Linked DNA regions of Mus musculus: region 1 is linked to region 2. The links are chromatin contacts, called in public promoter capture Hi-C maps. All regions are on one chromosome and are shown on one strand. The core of a region is the stretch at or near the end of the contact, and the rest is flanking DNA. Distances in the headings are between cores, read along the strand shown.

Region 1 (7,550 bases), core at 3,747-6,246, 2.2 Mb after region 2:
GTTTTTGGTTGGTTAATTTTGCTTTTTTGCTTGAAGTTAGGGTCTCTCTCTACAGAGCCTTGGCTATCCTGGACCTCACTGTGTAGACTAGGCTAGCCTCAAACTCACAGAAATCCACCTGCCTTGGTCTCCTGAGAGCTGGAATCCAAGGTGCACACCACTGTGCCCAGCTTTTTTTTTTTTCCTCTTTTTTTTTTAAAGATTTATTTATTTTATGTATATGAATGCTCCATCTGTATGTACAACTACACGCCAGAAGAGGGCATCATCTCATTACAGATGGCTGTGAGCTACCATGTGATTGCTGGGAATTGAACTCAGGACCTCTGGAAGAGCAGCCAGTGCTCTTCACCATTGAGCCATTTCTCTAGCCCCCAGCTTTTCTTTTTAAAAGTCATTTTCATATATGTATATAATACACTCTGGTCACACCACACCACTGTCTCTCCACAATGCTCCTCAGAACTCCTTCCTTTCCCATCCTGTCTTTTGGTTTTGTTTTTTTGATGCCCTGAGTTTAACCACAGCTGCCACCAGGGGCATGGTGGTAAAGCTGTCCATTAGACTCAGGTAACTCACTGGTGGCTGACCACTAAAGACAATAACATCTACTCTCCAGAGACCCATCAACTACTAATATCAGTCAAAGGGCTGGTTGCTTATTCTTTTTTTTTTTTTTTTTTTTTTCTTCGAGACAGGGTTTCTCTGTGTAGCTCTGGCTGTCCTGGAACTCACTCTGTAGACCAGGCTGGCCTCGAACTCAGAAATCCACCTGCCTCTGCCTCCCAAGTGCTGGGATTAAAGGCGTGCGCCACCACGCCCGGCTTTTGGTTGCTTATTCTTATTACTTATTTGAGACAAGCTCCCACTATGTATACCTGGCTGGCCTGGAACTTGTTATGTAGGCCAAGCTATCCTGGAACTCCTAGAGATCCTTCTGCCTCTGGAGTGCTGAGTATCAGGTCATAAGGAAAACTCCCAGTTCCCCAGATTCCAGAAGGCAGGCCAGATACCCAGAAATAGGCTCAACCCGGAATGTATGTTGAGGGATTTCTGGTGGCTAGTTAAAAGCCAGCATTCCTCAGGAAGTTGTAAAACTGGTTCCCTACCAAAAAGAGTCATTTCCCTTACCTCTGGCAAAAGGGACATGGGCTGCCTATTGGACCTCTCAGGATATCAGTTCAAGCTGGCCTCCAGGCTCTCACCATCACAAGTATGCATTGCACAAGTCCACACGCACCCTAGCCTTTCCCACCTCCTCCTCCACCCTAAACTCCCTCCAGCTCTGGGCTTCCCTTCCCCAACTACTCATCCTTCTTAGGCCAGGCTATGCTCACTTCTCTCTGTCTCCTGCTAGTCTCCCCTCTCTCACAGATAGCCTTGGCCATGTTTGCTCTACTTCTTTCTCTTTTTGCTTTGGACTCTTCCCAATGCTTCTGGCTGCTTTCTCTCATATCTACAGTAAAGACTTTCCCCTTAACCATTCCATGGAGCTGTCGTGTCAGTTTATACACTGGGTTTAAAGGTGTGTGCTATATAACACTCTCCACCTCACCCCAACATAGATTTTGACAGGATCCATTCTAGTTTCTTCTGTTGCTGTGATAAACATCCTAGCCAAAAGCAACTTGGTGAGGAAATGGAATTATCTGGCTTATAGGTTACAGTCCATTATTGAGGGAACTAAAGGCAGAAATTGAAACAGAAGCCAAGGAATACCACTGCCTTACTCCCAGGCTCACATTCAGCTCCTTATACAGCAGCCCCACCTGTCCAGGTATGGTAGCTCCCATATATAGGGCTAGGCTCTCTGACCTCAATTAGCAATAGAGAAATGCCTGGGGCTGGAGAGAGATGTCTCTGAGGTTAGCATCACTGGCTGCTCTTCCCTACTAGGGTAGGGGTTTGATTCTTAGCACCTACATAGTGGCTAGCAACCATGAAGGTTCACAACTGTCTGTAATCTGTAACTCCAGTTTCAGAAGATCCAACACCACCTTCTGGCCTCCCAAGGACACCTGGCATGTATATGCTACACGTACAAGCATGCACGGGCAAAATACACACACATACACACACACACACACACACACACACAGAGAGAGAGAGAGAGAGAGAGAGAGAGAGAGAGAGATCCTGTCTAAATGTTTTAAAAATAATAATAAAGAAAATTCCCCCATAGATAAGTCTACAGGCCAATCCAATGGTGATAATTCCTCAAGTTTCCTCCTCCCAGGTATGTCAAGTTGGCAACCAAGATTAGCAATCACAAGGTCTCCTGGTTGGCTTGCAACTCCCAACCAAGAGTAGGCTGACCTTAGTCATGCTTCTGTCTGACTTTCATTTTGCTTCTGTCTCCCGTGTGCTGGGACTGCAAATCCACCCTACCTGGACATCAGTGTGAGTTAGAGGTCAGGATTAGTCACTGAGGAAAACCAGAAAAGATTCAAGTCTGTGCTATAGCTTGAAATGCAATGAGCCCTGAGGGAATAAATAGAAGGGAATTGAAGCTCAATAGAATAGTACTTTGCCTAGTGTGCACAAAGCTCTGGGTTTGACCAATTCCCAACACCATTGAAAAAATAGAATAGTCAGATTGGTGTATTGAAGCAGGCACAGTGGTACCCGTGGATGCTGGTAGTTCTAGCTACTGAAGGGCTGAGTCCACATGATTACATGAGCCTCAAATTTGAGACTGATCTGGGCAATACAGACAGACCTTGCCTCAAATTAATGGTGAGATGGCTCTGGAGAAGTTTAGTTAAGCATCCTTCAGCATGTCCTCTGACTGCCACACTTTCACCATGGCATGGGTTGTTGGCAGTTCCTCTACGCTCCACCCCACAGTTACCTGGCAATAGCCAGGTGTGCCTGACTCAATATAAAAGGGGCTGCTTGCCCCCTCCTCACTCTCTTGCTCTCTCTTCTTGCTCTTGTTCCCTTACCCTCTTCTTCCTCTCTCCCCATTCCACTCCCCCCTCTCCATGTGCTCATGGCTTGCCTCTACTCTTCTACTTTCTCTCTCTCTCTCTCTCTCTCTCTCTCTCTCTCTCTCTCTCTCTCTCTCTCTCTCTCTCTCTCCCCTTAAGCTCCCTCCCAATACCCTGAATAAACTCTGTTCTATACTATACCATCGCATGGTGTGGCTGGTACCTCAGGGGGAAGGGATGCCTCAGCATGGGCTGGCAGAGGTACTCCCCTCCACCCACACCTTACTGCGTCTCCACAAAACATATCTCTGGTCTCTTTCTTTTTATAAAACACAACATTATGTGTGTGTACACATACAAATAAATGTAATGAATTAATTAATTAATAAAATAAACTGAATAGTTATTTGTGTGTGGTAGTTAATATGGATTGTCAACTTGACAGGATCTAGCATCACCTAGGTATCCAATGGCTGGCCATGTCTGGAGGAAAGTTCTAGATTGGATTATTTGAGGTGGGAAAAGCCTACCTGACAATGAGGACCACCATTCACTCTCCCGAATAAAAAAGGAGAGTGAGGTGAGCACCAGCATTCGTCTCTCTCCTTGAGTTTGGATGGAAAGCGACCAGATGCCCCATGCTCCTCCTGTCATGACAGAACTGCCTTCTGTAAGCCTCTCTCATAAGTTGTTTTGTCAAGTATTTTGTGTGTGTGTGTTGGGGGGGGGGGGAGTAACTGATACATTGTATTTGTGAGAGGACAAATGGAAACATAGATTATGGCAAACATAATGTAACAAATAAAGGGCTGGTGAGATGCCTCAGCGGGTAAGAGCACCCAACTGTTCTTCCAAAGGTCCTGAGTTCAAATCCCAGCAACCACATGGTGGTTCACAACCATCCATAAGGAGATCTGACTCCCTCTTCTGGAGTGTCTGAAGACAGCTACAGTGTACTTACATATAATAAATAAATAAATCTTTAAAAACAAACAAACAAACAAATAAAGACACTTTCCCACAGCCAGGACTCATCTGTTAGAAAAGCCTTTTCCTTTTTCCTTTTTTTTTTTTTTTTTTTTTTTTTTTGTTTTTTTCGAGACAGGGTTTCTCTGTATAGCCCTGGCTGTCCTGGAACTCACTTTGTAAACCAGGCTGGCCTCAAACTCAGAAATCGGCCTGCCTCTGCCTCTGCCTCCCAAGTGCTGGGATTAAAGGCATGCGCCACCACGCCCGGCTCTTTCTTTTTCTAACGGGACTGGAAAGATGATAAGAGCTGGCTGCTCTTGTAGTGGATCTGGGTTCAGTTCCCAGCAGGCACATGACAGCACCTCTAGACACTCCAGTTTCAGGGGATCGTTGCTGTCTTGTAGCCTCTGCAGGCATGCTAGTCATATAGTGAATAAACACATGTAGGCAAAACACTCGCTATAAAGAAAGTAAGTAAATAAAGATGAAAAGCTGGGCATGGTGGCTCCACAGTACTAATCTTCATACTTGAGGGGTAGAGGCAATAGGATTACCAGGCCTTGGGGTGCAGGTTGTGCTACTGAATTCAAGGCTCGCTCCAGATTGTGACTCGGCTCTGTGTGTTTTGAGTGTAATTGATGAGGCTGATTTTTATCGTTTTAGTTCTTCACTGTGCTCCACCAGGGGGCAGATTGATCCACCATACTAACCTCCTAACCCGCTTCTTTTCAAAGGGAATTGGGATTCGTAGTCTTAAGTAATGCATTGTTGACAGAAAATCCTAGGACATTTATCATAAACTCAAAAGCCTTTGAATAGCGCCTCAGCTTTTTACCAATTTCCAGTTACCACCCCTATCTTCACCATTGGTAAAATTCTTTCCCTCTTCCCCTAATCTCTTTGAAATTCTTTCCAATTCGGTCAAAAGAGAGGAAAGACAGCTAGCCAAAGGCAATGGGAAGGGCTAGGGAAACTGGCCCTCCGAGGCTGGGGAGGCAGCGCCCGGACTGCTGGAGCTGGACAGGCCTCTCCACTGGCGAAGAGGGGTGGAGCCGAGAGCAGGGCCGCCTCTCTTCTTTTCCCGGGGCCTGGGCGGAGAGGGAGGAAAACTTCCTGGCTGGGACTCCGGCGGTTTCTGCCTGCCAACCCTCGGATCCCGCCTACCAGTGTTGGCTCTTCCCGACCCCTCCCCCGGCGCCCCCAGTGTCCGCCATGGCCAAAGCCTACGACCACCTCTTCAAGTTGCTGCTCATCGGGGACTCGGGGGTGGGCAAGACTTGTCTGATCATTCGCTTTGCAGAGGACAACTTCAACAGCACTTACATCTCTACCATCGGTGAGCCCACAGGCTGTATCCCAGACCCCAGACCCACCCCACCCCCGCCCACCCTCATACACCGGCTCCTGAAAGACTAAGGAACCTACTTTTTTGATCCCCTTAGAGAAAAACACTAATTTCCAGTCTGTCGACCCCTGCCCCAGACCCATCCTCCATAATGTCCCTGAATAACACTCAAAACCTCAAACCTTTTTGAGGTTTCCAGATAGTCCCAGTTGCTGCCACCCACTCCGTCTCTTGGTACTGTCTCCCTAGTCTCTCCAAATCCACACAGGTTATCGTCATTTCCATCTGCTTCCTTCTTTACCCCATCACTGCACCTAGACGCTCTAGATCCACTCTTCACAATTTCTCTTTTCCCTGCTTCCCAATTGTGTTGGCCTCTTACTGACCTACTGGCTTCAAACTTCCCGCAGGATCTGCCCCACCTTCAAATCATCTTTTTAGCCTCCCTACCCTCAGCAAGGTACTGCAGAGTGTGGCTGGGTGTGCTGTGGGAGTGAGGATGGTGGATGCCAGGGGACTTTGGGGTCTCTGAGTAAGCTTCTGCACCATCCTTCTCTCTGGAGCCTCCTAAGTGGCTGGGAGACTTCCAGTAAGAAGAATCTCCTTTCCCCCTCCCCTCCCCTCTTTATCTTTCTTCATCTCTTGACTGAGAATCTTATCTCCTCTAGTGACAAAAAGGAAACTTTCTCTCTCTCTCCCTCCCTCCCTCTCTTCCTCCCTCCCTCTCTTCCTCCCTCCCTCTCCTAATTCTCCAGAGGATTCTTAGAGAGCTTCTTCCCCCCCCCCCCCCCCCACTTCCAAGCTTAGCTCACTAGTTAATTCACATAGGCTCAATCAGCTGCCCTCTCATTCCTCTCTACCCTTAAGGGCTAGCAGGGCGGTGGAGGACCAGTAGTGTATTTTGGGGGAGGAGGGGGAAGAGGGATGGGAAGGTGAGGTAGAGATGGAAGGGAAAGTTGTCAGATGGCATGCTTTTAACCCAGCTGAAGAGTTTCATAGCTTTTCTCCAAAACGTCATGAAATCTGAGGAGACACAGTATGCTTACCATAGGAATAAAGCTGTGGAAAAGCTCTCCCTCCTGGCTACACATCCAGCAAGGTCACTACCTCGAGTACCTGAGTACCAGCAGTTACTGGTGCAGCCCCCACTCTCCCCCACCATACTTTCCACACATGCTTACCTGTCTTCACACCCTTCACCCCAGGAATTGATTTCAAGATCCGAACCGTGGACATAGAGGGGAAGAGGATCAAACTGCAAGTGTGGTGAGTGAGCTGCCCAGTCCCCAGCCAGATTGCCCTTTGACCCCAACCCTCCCCCACACACCCCTCCCCCTTCATTTCTTCTTCCTTACCTTTTCTCTCTTCAGTTTAGTTTGTGGTTTGGGGGTGTTTTGTTTTGTTTTGTTTTTTAGACAAAGTCTCATGCAGCCCAGGAGGGCCTGGAACTCAGCTGAGAAAGAAAGCCCTTTCTTTCGGTGTCCTGTGTCCTGGTGTTACAGGCATGTGGCACCATGTTAGTCTTTCTGTTTTGCTTTCTTTCCTTTACACCCCCCCCCCCCCAGTCCAGTACATCTCCTAATTTATCCATTTTGCTTAGTCAGCTATCAGCTGGCCTTGCATCTCTCTTCCTGGTGGCCCACTTTCAGTTTGTTTGTGTCTTTTCCTCACCCAGAGCATTCTCTGGACTTGAAAACAAATGTCTTTCGAGCTACGATGTAGAAACAGGTTCTAAGTGATTAAAAGACAAGTTGCAGAATTACAAATTTGACTTCCAGTCTATTGCTCTCAATAAATTTTAGAGAGCAACCTGGGTGTAAACGCTGACATGCTTTGAGACCCAGCACTCTAGAAACAGAGGCAAGTGATCTCTGGGAGTTTGAGGTCAGCCTGGTCTACAGGGTGTGTTCTAGAACAGCCAGGGCTATGTAGAGAGACCCTATTTGAAACACACACAATAATAAATGTAAAAGTTCTCTCCAGCACAGGTCACATACAGAGGTGTAGCCTGACTGTCTCAAGGAGGCTGGAGACACCACGGGCACTGAGGCACTATGAGGTTTTTCTGAAGCATTCTTGTGTGACAGATAAGCAGCAGCAGATAGGGTCTCAACCCTGGTGCTGCCACTTCCCTTCTGCATGACCTTCATTAGTTACCCAGCCTCCCTCCGCACATTTGCTGCATTTATAAAAACTGGGGACAGTGAGCCATGCCTCACAATGATACAGTGAGGGCCAGCTAGGATGACACACACATAAAGTGATACTTAAGACGGCACTTGGCATCTCTGAGTAAACAGGAGACA
Region 2 (7,651 bases), core at 815-3,314:
ACACCTATTTCCCATTGCTTACAAATGCTGGTCTGTTTCCCCAGAGACAGCACAACCCACTGATAATTATTAAGGCCAGAAGACTCCAATTTCAAGACAGAAAGTACCAAGTCTTTATTGAGAATCCTGCCTACCCACCTCCCTTACTGTAGACGGTAGACACACTCTGTGTCAGGGTAAGATGGCAGGTTCAGCTGGTACTTCTTCTCTAGAGCAGGTGGTACAAAGCGACCCCCAAGGTAATGATATCGGCCAGTAAAGTGAGTTGCAGACTTCTTGGGTGCCGTCAGTGAGATGAGTAAGTCTGGTTGGATTCCGCTAGGGTTTCCCTTCTCTACATCCCATCCTGAAGAGAGAAAGTAGTATAAGGACATACAGGTGGCCTGGTCCTAAGGAAGAGGGAAAGCCCTCAGTCCCATGTACTATCGGGCTCTGGTTTTCCACAGGGCCAGGCAGCATGAACTTTGCTCCCCAGCCCTAATGTGGGACAGTCCCCTGGGTACCAGCCTTAGCCAGGTTTGAGCACGAGTCTCCCAGCCACCTGAGTCTCAGCACCTGAGGGAATGTCGATGCTAGCAATGGGCACAGTGAGTCCACTCAAGACACTCAGGATGCTGTGGAATGGCTCCCGAACGTCACCCTTGAAACTGAAGCCGAAGATGGCGTCCACCACCAGCTCATACAGCTCGTCCACCATCATGGGCTGGGAGCGTGAGGGAAGGGGAAAGGATGTCAGGAGCTGCTGTCACCTAGGGAGGCCTGTCCCTGCACCCACTGACCACAGAAGCATGTATATAACTGGTTCCTAAGGCACAGTAAAGAGGAGTTGCTCATTCAGGACAGTCTGAATCCAGGCCTGAGTACCTACCTGCCTGTCACTGGTGAGAAGGGGTGACTGCCAGTCTCAGGCTTCCTGACACTGGAAGCCAGAAGAGACTAGTTCTGTTCTGCATATCAGTGTCTTCATCCATAGAATAAGCTGGGGCTTTCTGGTTTTTGTTTTGTTTTAATTTCTGACTTCCCACCCTTTAATCCATGCATCTACAGAAAAGGTTCAGGATGAGGCCCTGAGGGCCAGATTATTGTTAGATGCATGTTGTGGGAGTTGTTTGGCTGCAGAATAGGAGTGCCTGGAAAGTCGTGGAGCACACAGTCTGGAGGGGCTTCTACACCACTTTTTTTCAGAGAACACTTTTAGGGCAGACAGACACTAGGCAGGCCAGCTTGATCTGAAAATGGGAAGGGCAGGACAGGGGCAGTACTTACTGTAGAAACAGGCATCAACCCACCTACCTCTGGGGGCATTTCACCAAGGAAAGGAATGTCCATTTTCTGACACTGAGTCACTAGCCCAGTGAAGAGGGGCTTGTTAGGTCTTTTGGGGTAATAGATAGTTGGCTGGTAACCCTAGTTGAAAAGGAAAGTAGCCATTCAATCTCCGATCCCGAGTCTTCATACCTTGCCACAAAAAACTCCGTTCACATACTTACAAAAAGTTTGAGGTGTCGCGCACAGACCAGCCCATCCCCTCCGTTATTTCCGGGGCCACAGATGACCAAGACAGTCGGGGGACTCTTGGACATAGACGTGGGGGGATAAGCCTGAAGGCAGAAGTGCAGAGGGCAGTCACCGCTGTGTGCGCCACCGCCGGGGACCTCCCCACCTGCACCTCACTGAGGTTTCTCGCTGTGCCGCTTACCTTGGCAATAGCCGTGGCACAGCTCAACCCGGCCAGCTCCATGAGTTGATCCACGCTGAACTGATACTCGTTAAAAAGCTCTTGGTCCACGGCCTGAGCCTCCTCCTGACTGAGGGAAGTCCTGGCCTGAGTCCGCCCCTGGGGTGCTGGGGCCGCGGCCTGCCCTGCCCCGCCCCCGCGGGAGAGGGCGGCCGTACCTTAAGTACTTCACCGCAGCGCCCGCCATGGTCTCCGAGCCCCGGCGCTGTGTTCCCCACCAGATGGGCCTTGCACGACACACACTCTGCTGGCTGATGACCCGTGGCAGGCGCGAGCCCGCAACCAGCAGCCCCAGCCCCAGCAGCGTCCGCAGCCCGGACATTCGACTAGCAGAGCGCCGCTCGCACGGCGCATGCGCAGGGCCCGCCCCGCCCCAGAGCCTCTGCATCTAACCGTCCGTTCCTAGTCCCAGACTATCAGGCGTTCCGCCCACCTTCGTTCCGCCCTGCGTTCTCACCTTTCCCCGGCGTCGCAGAGTTCCAAACAGATGTGCTTCGCTCCCTCTGCAGTCCTGGCTGGCCACCATCTTGAAGCAGTTCTGTTGCCTCCTTGCTGAAAGGTGTGATTGCACGCAGTTTTTTAAAAATTAGTATCTTTGACCTCTCGCTGCCCCTGCTTTTTACAGGGTTTCTCTGTAGCCCTGGCTGTCCTGGAACTCACTTTGTAGACCAGGCTGGCCTCGAACTCAGAAATCCGCCTGCCTCTGCCTCCCAAGTGCTGGGATTAACGGCGTGCACCACCATGCCGACTTGTTTGTTTTTAACATTTAAAAATGCAAGGGTTGGAGGGAAGAGGCATGCACGTGCCTTGCTGCACATATAGAGGTCAGAGGACAATTTCTGTGCATCCGATCTCTCCATCCAAAGAGTAAGATCCGAGGATCAATCACAGGTTGTCAGTGCCCTTGCTCTTCAAGTGGTTTTGTGGACCTCTGCCCTGTCTGTTTTACTTATGTAATGTAGAAAATAGAATTTTTAAGGCTGTGATAGTGGCAGGAACTTTAGATTACTCCGGTAATTGTACTTCAAGTCCAAGGTTCTGTGGTCTTACGCAGGACCTCACCAGCTTTATTTTTCTGATTTCACTAGCATGTGAGTTACTCAAGGCTCCTTACAGATTTGCTGGAAAATATTTAGTTAGTTTATTTTTGGTCAGCTGATTTTGTTTTCAGTTGTTTCAGAGTATGGGTATGTGCGGTCACACAGGTGCCCTCGGGAACCAGAGGTGTCAGGTCCCCAGAACTACAAGCAGTACAAGCAGTCTCATGTGGCCTAGGCTGCCTTGGATCTTATGTCTTACGTTGCAAAAATGGCTTTAAATCCCTGATCCTCTGAGATTCTGGGTCTGAGCCACTGTAGCTGGCTTTATTTAAGTTTAGTGTTTGTTTGTTTGTTTGTTTATGTATAGGTTGTGAGCCATGTGGTTGCTGGGAATTGAACTCAGGACCCCCTGCTTGCTCTTGGCCCTCTTGTTCCGGTGGAAAGCTTTATTTATTATATGTGAGTACACTGTAGCTGTCTTCAGGACACGCCAGAAGGTGTCAGATCTCGTTACGGGTGGTTGTGAGCCACCATGTGGTTGCTGGGATTTGAACTCAGGTCCTCTGGAAGAGCAGCCAGTGCTCTTAACCACACTGAGCCATCTCTCCAGCCCTGAAGATTCATTTCTAAAACACAATGTGAAATATGTTTATTTGGCATAGATAATATGTTAAGCACTTACACATACCAGGTGCTAACATGAACCACCTCACTTCATAGCAACCTTAGTATTCCCGTTTCAAAGATTAATTAAAAAAGAAAAAAAGGAAGACCTGCCCACCTGCCCAGTGATAATGATGGCTGGTGGTGGAGCTGGGATCTCAGCAGGCTGACCTTACAGCCTTCTGCAACTTATCCTGTTGATTTCATTCTGATGGGCTGTGACTATAGAACAATACAGAAAATATCCCATCCACAGAACTCAGGAGACAACCAATGAGAGCTGTTTCTACAATCGCTGCCTCCCCTTTATTGCCAGCATGCAACCTTTCAGGTTTTCTTAATTCTGCCAAACCCCTAGTGTATTTTTAGCCTATCATAGATAAGAATATTCAATCAGATTAAGGAGGTTGGCTAGGGGCCTGACGCAATAGCAACATTCCTTTTTTTTTTTTTTTTTTTTTTTTGGGTTTTTCGAGACAGGGTTTCTCTGTATAGCCCTGGCTGTCCTGGAACTCACTCTGTAGACCAGGCTGGCCTCGAACTCAGAAATTCACCTGCCTCTGCCTCCCGAGTGCTGGGATTAAAGGCGTTTGCCACCACGCCCGGCAATAGCAACATTCTTGTGTGGCAGACACCATCATTTGCTCCTCTAAACCCATTCTCCTTCCCTAGCAGATCCTGATATTCATATCTTTGTGGAGTGGCACAACAAAACCCAGCATTCTTCCGTCTCCCTCCAGCCAGTAAGAGTGGCCATTTAATTAAATGTTCACCACTAATGAACAGAAATGATATGGATATAGACAGACAGACAAATAGAGATATAGAGCCACTCCTATAGAGTACTATTTTGGAGGGGTGTGCTATTTTGTGTGATTTTTTTATTTGTTTTTGAGGCAGGGTCCTACCATGAGCTCCGGCTGTCCTGGAACTCACTATGTATACCAGGCTGGCCTTGAACTCACAGAGATCTGCCTCTATCTGCCTACCAAGTGGTGAGATTAAAGGAATGCACCACTATGCCTGGCTTCATAGTGTACTTTTAAAAGATCTCCTCCACTTCTTTCTTATTACTGGGCTGGATTGAAGGCACGATGCTTGTCTTAGTTAAAGAGTTACTATTGCTGTGATGATTCATGACCACAAAGTAAGGTGAGGAGGAAAGGGCTCATTTAACTCACACTTCCACATCACAGTACATCCTCGAGAAAATCAGAAGAGGAACTCAAATAAGGCAGAGGCCATGGAGGTGTGCTGGCTTGCTCATCATGGCTTGAACAGCCTGCTTTCTTATAGACCCCAAGACTACCAGCCAAGCATGGCACCACCCACAGTGGGCTAGGTACACCACCCAATGCTAACTAAGGAAATGCCCTGCGGCTGGATCTTATGGAGGCATTTTCTGTTGAGGTCCCCTCCTTTCAGATAACTCTAGCTTGTTTCAAGTTGGCCTGGTGCTATAGGTGGAGCAGCCCTTTCCTTCTTCCCTTGATGGCCTTGTGTACGCTCGTCAAGCTCTTTATCATGAGCTACTTCCCCAGCCCCTGCAGCTATGAGGCGGAAACCCCATGTTAGCATCAGAGTCAGGGCTGCAGAGATGTGTCAGCAGTTAAAAGCACTTACTGCTCCTGCAGAGGAGCCAAGCTCCTTCCCAGACCTCATGTCAGGTGGCTCACAACTGCTTGTGGCTCCAGGAGATCTGACACCTCTGGCCTTTGGGCACTTTCACACATATGCAATGACAACACACAGATACACTCACATTCAATCATATCATCATCGTCATCATCATCATCATCATCATCATCATCACCATCATCATCGTCCAGGCATTAATCCCAACACGTGAAGGAGACAGAGGCAGTCTACAGAGTTAGTTCCAGGACAGCCAGGACACTGAGAAACCCTGTCTCTAAAAAATAAAAAAGGAAGAAACCAAGGAAACTTGTGACTATAGAAACTAGTGTGGCACTAATAGAAATATAGAAATCAGCTAGCTTTACCTCTCTCAAGTATATACCCAAAGGGCTCTACATCCTCCTACAGAGACGCTTGCTCATCCATGTTCATTGCTGGTCTACTCGTACTAGCCAGAAATTGGAAAACAGCCTAGATTTCCATCAACAAATAAATGGATAATGAAAATATGTTCATTAACACAATGGAATATTATTCAGCTGTTAAAAATGTGAAGTTTGGAGCTGGAGAGATGGCTCAGTGGTTAAGAGCACTGACTGCTCTTCCAGAGGTCTTGAGTTCAATTCCCAGCAACCACATGGTGGCTCACAACCATCTGTAATGTGATCTGATGCCCTCTTCCAGTGTGTGACTGAAGACAGCTACAGTGTACTCATATAAATAAAAATAAATCTTAAAAAAAGATGTGAAGTTTGCAAGCAAATGGACATACAGAGCTAGAAAAAAAAATAATGCTGAGGAAGGTAACCCAGACCCCCAAAAGACAAATATGGTATGTATTCTCTTATAGGTGGTTGTTAGCTTTTCAGCTTTCAATAGGCATATCAGCATAACCACAGAGGTTATGTATAGAGCAAGGAACTAGGCAGGAGAGGAGGATCATGTTGAAAGGATCTCCCAAGGAAGGGGAAATAGAATATATATTTAGAGAGACTAGGGAGAGACAGAAACAAGATTAAACAGGAAAAAGAAGACGGGGTTAAGGGAGAGAATATAGGAAGGACGACTAACACTAGGGGCCATTTGAGGGGTCTTATAGAATCCTACTACACTAGAAACTTATTGAAATGTATACATATATGAAAGAAGTCAAAACGGAGTCACTAAGTAACAGCGGACACAAAGGCCCAACCAGACATCTTTGCCACTAACTGAAATCTTCAGCACTAGAAATGGGTTACATTTAACTGACTTGTTGGCCAAAGGGGCCCCACAGAAACCCCTAAACAGCTTGGACTGTTGCCAAAGCTATTGGTTATTCTCTACAAGCTGTTGTTAAGGATCTATTACTGAACAAAATATTTACCTATCTCATCTAACATAGAGAAACCGAGCTAGGTGCTAGGTGCCTACCTAGAGCCTTCATCCCTACTGACTAGCATTCATGGTACTGGAACTTACTGCATACTACCGGAGAAAGGTAACCACCAAACCAGCTACAAAACCTGCTATCTACAGTGCTGGCCTGGCTGCACGGAGCAATAGTGGTACAGCATATTGTGAGTAACCAACCACCATCTGATTGGATTTAAGGCCTAATACATAATATAGAACCCATGCCCGACACAGCTCAGGTGCCCAAGAACCTGAGACTATATAAGGCCATGGTCCTAGGGGAAAACCAAATACTATCATACTGTTTAAGAAACACAGCACTTGCTGGACGTGGTGGCGCACGCCTTTAATCCCAGTACTTGGGAGGCAGAGGCAGGCGGATTTCTGAGTTCGAGGCCAGCCTGGTCTCCAGAGTGAGTTCCAGGACAGCCAGGGCTACACAGAGAAACCCTGTCTCGAAAAACCCAAAAAACAAACAAACAAACAAACAAACAAAACAAAAAACAAAAACAAAACAAAAAAACCAAAAAGAACAAATGACTACCTTAATGACATTCTGCTATAGCTATAGATTAGTGTCTTTCTCAGTCATCATCAGAGAAGTTTCCCCTTATAGTACCTTATAGTAGATGGGAACTAACATGGAGATCCACTCTTACACGCGTTCTTGCGACCGGCCAGGAAAGACGCAGCAAACCAAAATCTTCTGCGGCAAAACTTTATTGCTTACATCTTTAGGAGCAAGAGAGCAAGAGAGCAAGAAGAAGAACAAGAGCAAGAAAGAGAAAAAGAACAAGAACAAGAAAGCAAGAGCAAGAGAGCAAGAAAAAGAATGGCAAAACCCCGTCCCCTTTAAGGAGAATTATCCTCCGCCTAGGACTTGTTACTCCCTGATTGGCTGCAGCCCATCGGCCCAGTTGTCATCACGAGAAAGGCAGAACACATGGCGGGAAAACTGCCCCTGCACATGTGCAGATTATGTTTACCACTTAGAACACAGCTGTCAGCGCCATCTTATAATGGCAAATGTGAGAGCGGCTCCCAAAATCTCCCCCTTTTCTTTTAATAAGAGCAATAGGCCACCCATATTAATGAGAGTGGAGATAGAGGTCAAATCCCCAGTGTGCAGGTAAAGGAGCCATGTACAGGATTAGCTCTTAGGCTCACAGGCTTTTAC

What was found. Promoter capture Hi-C pulls out the DNA fragments that hold promoters and counts their contacts.
Region 1: a contact with region 2 is called in a promoter capture Hi-C map of pre-B cells, with 3 times the contacts expected there. The contact joins the promoter of Rab13 here to the promoter of Naxe in region 2. A contact is called at or near these places in 2 of 39 promoter capture datasets (liver and pre-B cells).

The regions. Positions count from the first base shown.
Region 1 is chr3:90,215,788-90,223,337 of GRCm38.p6, forward strand. It overlaps Rab13 (RAB13, member RAS oncogene family), which reads left to right and starts at 4,997. Exons shown (of 8, transcript NM_026677.4): 1 at 4,997-5,235; 2 at 6,450-6,510. The coding sequence starts at 5,112.
Region 2 is chr3:88,056,431-88,064,081 of GRCm38.p6, forward strand. Naxe (NAD(P)HX epimerase) reads right to left here and starts at 2,065. Exons shown (of 6, transcript NM_144897.3): 1 at 1,897-2,065; 2 at 1,700-1,808; 3 at 1,491-1,601; 4 at 1,294-1,407; 5 at 556-703; 6 at 93-346. The coding sequence starts at 2,060. The coding sequence ends at 144.